3 separate regions of the Mus musculus genome follow, and regions 1 and 3 are each linked to region 2. The links are chromatin contacts, called in public HiChIP or PLAC-seq and promoter capture Hi-C maps. All regions are on one chromosome and are shown on one strand. Each heading gives the region's core, a stretch centred on a gene start, on an enhancer-like site or on the middle of the called end of the contact. The rest is flanking DNA. Distances are from core to core; before and after follow the strand shown. Region 1 overlaps Aak1 (AP2 associated kinase 1). Region 2 overlaps Anxa4 (annexin A4). Region 3 holds the start of Nfu1 (NFU1 iron-sulfur cluster scaffold).

Evidence for each region. HiChIP or PLAC-seq counts read pairs in DNA pulled down with a chosen protein or histone mark. Capture Hi-C pulls out chosen DNA fragments and counts their contacts.
Region 1: a promoter capture Hi-C map of pancreatic islet shows a contact between it and region 2. The contact joins two enhancer-like sites. A contact is called at or near these places in 3 of 9 other capture datasets (adipose tissue, liver and pancreatic islet).
Region 3: an HNF4G HiChIP or PLAC-seq map of pancreatic cancer cells shows a contact between it and region 2. The contact joins the promoter of Nfu1 here to the enhancer-like site in region 2. A contact is called at or near these places in 3 of 39 promoter capture datasets (the 3T3-L1 cell line, the SN4741 cell line and liver), 3 of 484 Hi-C or Micro-C datasets (the HL-1 cell line, MC3T3-E1-derived osteoblasts and pro-B cells), 10 of 115 datasets of contacts at active chromatin or transcription factors (the 230-238 cell line, the NIH/3T3 cell line, cardiomyocytes and 6 more) and 3 of 9 other capture datasets (adipose tissue, liver and macrophages).

Annotation. Positions count from the first base shown.
Region 1 is chr6:86,962,735-86,965,459 of GRCm38.p6, forward strand. It overlaps Aak1 (AP2 associated kinase 1), which reads left to right. Exons shown (of 16, transcript NM_001378654.1): 13 at 1,262-1,491. Among named protein-coding and RNA genes, the nearest start is that of Nfu1, 46 kb to the right of the region's middle. Within about 2 kb of position 1,402, at least 11 of the 459 cell types and tissues checked have an H3K27ac peak or open chromatin away from gene starts, as enhancers often do. A contact at or near this core is called in pancreatic islet, where this site is marked.
Region 2 is chr6:86,764,542-86,767,241 of GRCm38.p6, forward strand. Anxa4 (annexin A4) reads right to left here. Exons shown (of 13, transcript NM_013471.2): 2 at 1,221-1,266. The coding sequence starts at 1,223. Among named protein-coding and RNA genes, the nearest start is that of Anxa4, 28 kb to the right of the region's middle. Within about 2 kb of position 1,405, at least 43 of the 459 cell types and tissues checked have an H3K27ac peak or open chromatin away from gene starts, as enhancers often do. A contact at or near this core is called in the 230-238 cell line, extraembryonic endoderm stem cells, liver and 2 more, where this site is marked.
Region 3 is chr6:87,008,515-87,011,214 of GRCm38.p6, forward strand. It overlaps Nfu1 (NFU1 iron-sulfur cluster scaffold), which reads left to right and starts at 1,322. Exons shown (of 8, transcript NM_020045.3): 1 at 1,322-1,445. The coding sequence starts at 1,387.

The DNA.
Region 1 (2,725 bases), core at 152-2,651, 200 kb after region 2:
CTGCTCCTACTGGTCTGTGTTACCCTTCCTGGATCAGTTTGGTTGACAGTAGAACCTTATAGATCTGCTGTCATTCGTCTTGTTGATGGAGTGGTTGGCATACAGAACAGGTAAATGGTGTGCCTCAAAAACCATCCCATCTCCTGAGGACAGCAGGAGGACAGTCTCCCCTGCTGTAAGCATCCTAACTCATTAAGATCATGTCCTGCTTTCTTAAATTCTGTTTGTCTGCTTCAGCAACACAACATAAAAACTGAGCTTCAATGTAGAGAGGCAGCTCTCACATGAGTGGACGGATTGGAGGGAAGGGATAGTTAAAGCCCTGAGGGATTCAGTATCTGCTCATTTTTATTTTCAGATTATCAAAACTAAGGAAAGGGCTTACACGGCTTTCTGAATGGTTTTAAAATTACTTAGCTTGATAACAGGTGGTTTATGCTAGGGACCACTTACATGGTCACAATTACATTGATACTTGTTTATTGTTCTGTGGGCCACTTCTCAAGCATCCTTCAGTTAACTCAGGCATCATTAAGGTTTTTTTTTCTGTCTCCCGGGATTTTCTGCTGATCTTCAGTGCCATTTTCTTAATGAAGATTGGAGCAAGCAAATCCCACTAAACTATGCTGCACTTTTGCCATTGGGTTGAAACAAAATAGTTTGTTGTGGATCCATCCCACCAGTGAAATGAAGACCTTTAACAACATCAAAAAGAAAAAAAAAAAAAAGAGCTTCCATGTTTTACTCTGAGATTGTCTGACTCACTCTACTCAGTATAGGAGGGAATCCAAACTCTCAGCAGAAACTACTCTGCTCCAAAGCATCTTGGCTGGGGTGTGTCTTGTCTTCTAGCTGCAATAGAAGGCAGAGTCTATTGCCTGTCCTGTGTAAGCATCCTCGGTGAGGGACTGTTTGTTCTCATCAGTTCTTTAAGATGCCTTCCGGGTCTTTAGGACTGAGAATAGCTTCTGTGGTCTTGGGCTGGTAGGAATATTACATCCAGTTGATGTGTCTATTAAGTTAAGGGAGACTGAGTCTGTGTAAGAACCAGGCAAGGCCTTGGTGGTGTCAGTCTCTGTTGCAGCTCAGGTGGCTGTTGCCTTGGTTTTCTTTCTGGCTTTGGTAACCTTAGCCTTTCAAATGTTATATGAGCAAATGGAGTGTTATTATACCTGGGGGTTGATTTGCTTTTCTTTTCCATTTCTTTCTCCTCTTTTTTTTTCCCCCATAATGAAGCTCTGCATTTTTCTCTCCCTAGCAGATTCAAGCCCCAGTGAGACAACAGCCAAAAGTTCAGACCACTCCACCTCCAACCATCCAGGGACAGAAAGTTGGATCTCTCACTCCTCCATCATCACCCAAAACCCAACGTGCTGGGCACAGACGGATTCTCAGTGATGTAACCCACAGTGCAGTCTTTGGGGTTCCTGCCAGCAAATCAACCCAGCTGCTCCAGGCAGCTGCAGCTGAGGCCAGTCTCAATAAATCTAAGTATGTTTGTTCTTATCATGTGGACAAGGTCTGCTCTGGGTTACTACCATAGGATTCTTTGCATAAGCTTGTGGCGGTGTGACAGTAAGCACATGCCAGTGGATGTCTGTATTTAGTAAGAGATCATGAGCTTTTCCCCAGTGTGTGCACTCTACAGACCCTAAGACTCAGTTTCCATTCCCCATCTGGTCTATGCTGTGTCTTAATTCTCCCTGTACTGACGATTACACTTTGGACACCCAGCACTTAGAAGGCGCTGTCTCAGCAAGCATTGTCTGCACAGGTGACTTGGCTCTTTGTGACCTTTGGAGCTGCTGCTTCTCCTCTCCCAGAGGGAACATGATTTTTTTGTTTGTTTGGTTTTGGTTTTTTTGTTTTTGTTTTTTGTTTGTTTTTTTCGAGACAGGGTCTCTCTGTGTAGCCCTGGCTGTCCTGGAACTCGCTCTGTAGACCAGCCTGGCCTCGAACTCAGAAATCCGCCTGCCTCTGCCTCCCGAGTGCTGGGATTAAAGGCGTGCACCACCACGCCCGGCTGGGAATATGCTTTGGCTCCTTAGGTTTGTGTGAGGTGTTGTCCTTTCCTCTCCTGCAGTACTTTGTCTAGGGTCTTTTCTTCTTAAAAGCATATATCACACTGTTTGATCATGAATTTTGTGCATTTGGCCAACCTTTATGAACCTGATAGGTTGCTGGTTCTCTGCTTCAGGTACAGTCAGTCTTATTGACCACTGTGAAATCAGTGTAATTTTTCACCCATAGCTTCCTTGAAACCATGTTATCTACGATTAATCATATTTAAGTGAAGAAAGACTGAAAGAAAAGTAGGTCATCTAAACATATAAAGTAGTGGCATGTGTTTGTTTAGTGATAGAATGCTTCTGCCATTAAACAACATTCTGAACATGGGATGAAAGCTTAAGTACTGCCTGGATCCTGAACGTTCAGAGGCAGCCAAGAAAGGGGGTTTGTTATGCTTGACACACAGGCCTCAGCATAGGTTGCTGTAGACCCTAACCTCAAGGGTTTTGCAAAAGACAGGCAAGCTGCAAGATTTCCTGAGAGCTGAAGTGAAGGAGACAGCATTTGTAAAGACTAAACTTTCCAGTTTCTGTGGGAAGTCCTTTAGGAAAACACTGGAAATTGTGGTTTAACTGAGAAAAGAACTGATACCATAATGAAAGAAAATCATTTGGGCCCTTCTGCTTTGCTTAACTTTCTTTCCCTTCACCCTTGG
Region 2 (2,700 bases), core at 155-2,654:
GCAAACCATGAGGAGCAAGCCAGTAAGCAGCACTCCTCCATGGCCTCTGCATCAGCTCCTGCCTCCAGGTTCCTGCCCTGTGTGAGTTCCTGCACTCATTGCTTTTGATGATGACCGGTTCTACAGAACAGTGTGTGAAATAAACCCTTTCCTCCCCAAGTTGCTTTAGTCACGGTGTGGTATCACAGCAATAGCAACCCTAACTAAGACAATCACACCGAAAGGAACCAGTGAACAGAAGGAGTAGGCCAGGCTACAACTGAGGAAACATTATTGCCGTTACAGTAACAGGGAAGATGGGGAGATGAGAAGGGTCAGCGTATAAGGCGACAAGTAGTGCTGGACAGTGAAGAGCAGGCAGGTGCAGCCACACAGATGTCCTGACGAGCAGTGCTCAGAGGCAGAGGTCAGGGTCCACATTCGGACTCAGAACCTCTGAGCCCGGAGAGCAGATGGACCAGTCTAAGGCAGCCCAGAGGAGCATCTACCTTAGGGCTGAACTTCCCAGAACTCTCAAAGGGATCCAAGCTGAGTCAAAGAGATCACTAAGACCACAAAGTTCAAGAAAACCCAACCACAGCTGTAAATGAGGCAGATGGCAAGTGGGGACCTCCTTAGGGATGGCTCAAGATGGCTCAGTGAGTTCTAGGGTTCTTGCCATCTAAGCATGATGACCAGGGTTTGATCTCTGGGACTCATGTGAAGACAAAAGAGAACTAATTCCACAACATTGTCATCTAACCTCCACACAAATGGCATGTGTTCCCTGCCACAAAATAAAAAGAAAACATCCATCAGTGAGCAGAAGATGTGAGGGCTGTCCCAAGGAGTTTGCCTAAATGTTCTACAATGGAAAGTTATGCTTTGCAGAGAGAAAACCATTACTTAAAAAAAAAAAAAAAGGAAAAGCCAGGTTAGGTGGTGCAAGCCTTTAATCCTAGAACTTGGGAGGCAGATGCAGGCAGAGCTCTGTGAGTTTGAAATGAGCATAGTTTATCTACATAGTGAGTTCCAGGACAGACAGGGCTTTGTAGAGATCCTGTCAGAGAAAGTGGAGTACAGAGAAAGAGATAGAAACAGACAGACAGATATACAATACACAAAGGCTGCCTTATCATGTCCTCCTGCCCACTACTGAGCAAACAGAGTTTTGTTTAAGCCACCTAAGTACACATCCTGTGCCTGCCTGTGACTGGCACCAGGTGGGGCGAGGCACTCACCATGCTGTAGCTCACGTTCAGAGTTCAGTCACACCTGCAGAAGTTCCTGTGGGGAAAAAAAGCAGAAGAGAAATTACTGTGACCGGGGATGGGGTATTCATCGTTAGTCAGGGTGCCGTGTGTGCCATGGGTCAAGAGGAAGCACACTTGATTTCATCAAAAGGTCACCTGTGGAGGAGCCAGAGCTCCAGGACCAGGTTAATCATTAAAGGATTTGAGCGGTTGAGTTTATTATGCCAACTATGTGCTTCCTGGTTGCTTCTGTTTGGAGACACACACTATAGCTGTTCTGTTGCCTTGTTGGGTTGAAGTATTCCTGACTCTCAGGACACAGAGGTTCTGAGTTAAACACTACTGCAGGTCAGAACAGGGCAAGAAGAGATGAGCCACCCGAATCAGAAAACTAGGGTACTTAAGGTGGCCCCAGATTCGTGCACATGTGCCAATGTGTGTATGGATGTGTGCATTGATGTGTGCATACACCTGTGTGTGTATCCATACCGGTGTGCATTGTGTACCTGCATCTGTGTACATGCATGTGTCTGCATGTAGGTCTGCATACATATGTGCAGATATCTGTCTGTGTGTGTCTTTTTTTTTTTTTAAGCCAGAAACCAAAAGCTCCATGAAGTGTTTATTTAAAAGTGAGTGTGCTTTTATACATTGTTTAAAGTACATTTTATACATTGTTTTATACCTTATTATGGAATATTTTTTAACAATTGTTAAGCCCCATCAGCTAGGATAACATATAAAATGTACGATAAATTGCAATAGTACTGTGTGTGTCTTGACAGCCCACCCAGCATTGGACAGTATTCATTCCTCAGATGCTCTTTTGTCCCTGCAACGTGACAGGAGTGGAGGAACTTCCCATTATTGATCCCTCACAAATTCACACATGTCCTCGGTTTCCATTGCCTCCTTCATCAGAAAAGCTTGAGTGCAAATATCTGATCTGGACATGGCATCTCAACATTCAGAGTCATCCTAGAACCAGTGGTTAGAATATTTGGGAACTTGTTACAAATGCAGAATCAGCTGGGTGGAACATGCTTGTAATCTCAGAAGGCTGAGGCAGGAGAATTGTGAGCTCAAGACCAGCCTGGGTTGCCTAGGATCCAATCATTAAAAAAAAATTCAAATAACAGCTTCTCTCAACAAAACTAAACATTATCCCTGTCTCACTAAAGCAAGGCTCTGGAGAGATAGCTCGGTGGTTACAAGTGTCTCCTGCTTTTGCAGAGGACCCAAGTTCAGCTCTCAGCACCCATGTTGGGTGGCTCATAACCATCTGTAACTCCAGTTACAGAATTGATACTCTTCTCTGGCCTGCAAGGCACCCACACACTGATGGTACACACACACACACACACACACACACACACACACACACACACAAATGAAATGAAGATGAAAGTAATATTTTATTAACTAGGGCTGGTGGACCTATGACTTAAGTTATTCCACTACACATTCC
Region 3 (2,700 bases), core at 72-2,571, 240 kb after region 2:
TTTAGTATCTCTGCTCCATCCGGTCGGCCCACTCGTTCCGGTCAACTCTGCTCACTCAGTCCCTGCTTGCTCCGACCCAAACGTTTACTTATTATTCTACATAAGTACAGTGTAGCTGACTTCAGATGCACCAGAAGAGGGCTTCAGATCTCATTACAGGTGGTTGTGAGCCACCACGTGGTTGCTGGGAATTGAACTCAGGACCTTGGGAAGAGCAGTCAGTGCGCTTACCCATGGAGCCATCTCGCCGTGGAGGACAAACTATTCCTAAGTGTAGGCCACGTGTCCAGCTGTAGAATGGTCAACAAAGAACCAGCTCACTGGCATCTTTGAAGGTCCCTGGTCACATAATGTTAAGCTAGGACTTTGGGTTTGTATATTTATTTAATTACACATTTTTGTTTACATTACATTGTTTTTGTTTTTTATTTTATGTATACATATATTTTACAATTTTTCTCTCTTTCCCTTTCTTCATCCCTCCCTCCCCGCTTTGCCCTGTAGGTCCCTTTTCATATATATTATGGCTTCCAGTGTTGTCGATAGCCCTGGGGCTAATTATATTTTATGTTAATTCCGTTTTCCTGTGTGTGGTTTTGAACAAGGAATGAGTCAGCGCTCAGGTGATTTCCTGTAAACCTGCTTCCCACCTTAATTTGTAAAATAAAGGAGAGCTGATGATTGGGCAGATAAAAGGGAAGGTGGAATGGAAGGTGGAGAAAGAAGAAGGAGAAAATGGATGAAGGAGAGGACGCGGAGGAGGAGGAGGAAGAAGAAAAGCGGAGCAGAAGCACATGGCCTGGAGAAACTGCAAGCTCTAAGGGGTCTCATAGATGTGGAAGATGGTCGTGTAGCGGTAGATCTGTCCAAACTAGGTGCACATATGTATTCATATTAACTGTGTTGTGTTTTCATTGCTGAGGCATATTTGGATTGGAGATTTACCGCAACATTCCAGCTTTGTATTTTCACGGGACTCTTGCATATGTGAACAAGTGTGTCTCTGCACTTATATGCATTTCTTGAACTCTTTTCCTTGTTTGTTTTGTCCTATTCTGATGTGTTAGGTTTTGTTATATCATATATCATATATTCCCTTAGAAGCCTGTTTGTTTTCTAATGAGCGACAGAAAGGGGGTGAATTCGGAGGGGAAGTGTGGGGAAATTGGAGGAAATAGAGGGAAGGGAAACTGTAATCTGGATATATTATGTGAGGGAAAAAAATCTACTTTCAGTAAAAGGAGGGCGGAAAGGCCACCTGCAGCACCGCCCTCAACTTGTAAGGAACCGGCGTCCCCGGACCGCCCTCTCTGCAGGGCCTGAGTCTGCGTAGGACTTGGAGACAAGAAGGAGGCGGGTCCGCGCAAGCGCACTGGCACTGAAGTGATGGCGGCGGCCGAGCGGGCATGGGGAGCAGCGGTCGGTGTAGTCCGGCTGTGCAGGCGGTAGGTGTTGGCTCCCTGGCTAGCAGATCCCTGTCGCTGCCTTCTCACAGGCAGGAGCTGGCGTCTGAGGGACCCTTGTCCTGGCTCCAGAGCCCGAGGCCAGCCACCTTCCACGGATGTCCCTTGTAAATCCCACGGGAATGTGGCTCCGAAGGGAAGAGCGGTCCCGGGGTTGTGTCGTGTCCTGTCGTTCCCTTTCCAGGGAGATCACGGCTCGGAGAGAAGTGAGTGACTCGAGGAAGTCCACCGCCCAGGCTTGTGCGAGTGCGTCCTGTTCCTCTTCTAGAGCCACTCCCTCAGATATCTGTCAGACCCGAGTGTGACAACTATAGAAAGGGGCCTGACAGAATGCTGATGCCAACTTGAAGTTTCAAATGCATTTCATCAGGCTAGCATAGAATCCCTCATCATCTGTCATCCCAATACTTGAAAGGTGAAGGCAGGAAGACCAGGAGTTCAAGGCCAGGTTAGACTATTTATGAGACACCCTCCACCACCCCACCACCCCCGTTTTAAAACTCCTAAATGTATCTCATAAAAATAGCAGATTAACAGAAGGATTTTGTGGGTTACCCCCTGCCCACCTGTTTTCGATGACTCCCCTTCAGTTACTTTACTCAAGATCGGTTAGACTTCAAAACTTCCTGCCAGAGTATACTTCTGGTTTATCCACGCTTGCTGCTTTTTCCCAGGGTTGAAGGAATATTAGGGTGTTTCCAAATCCTGGAGTATCCACTCCATTCACTTAAAGAATAGTTACTAGTTACCACGTAGTGATAACAGCTACCATTTACTGAACGCTCACTGTGTGGCCTGGTGTGGCCCTTATTGCTAGGTGTTCCTTAGGGAGAGTGATCTACAATGCTCTGCACGCCTTTTGTTTCAAATGAGTGCGTCTAATAAGGATGCAGCACATAGTCCTAGCATAAGAGAGCAAGCAGCCAGAGGGCACAGCACCAAAGCAGGTACACCATCCAGCAGATCAGGCCGGGGGAAACCCCAGGATCCAAGACACTTACTGGGGACTCTGGTTGCCAAGGGTCTTCTCCTGGGTATGACATTTAATTAGCTATTTCTGTCATCGGCATTTTTTTTTTTTTCGATTCTCGAGACAGGGTTTCTCTGTGTAGCCCTGACTGTCCTGGAACTCACTCTGTAGACCAGGCTGGCCTCGAACTCAGTAATCCGCCTGCCTCTGCCTCCCGAGTGCTGAGATTAAAGGCGTGTGCCACCACGCCCTGCTTGTCATGGGCAT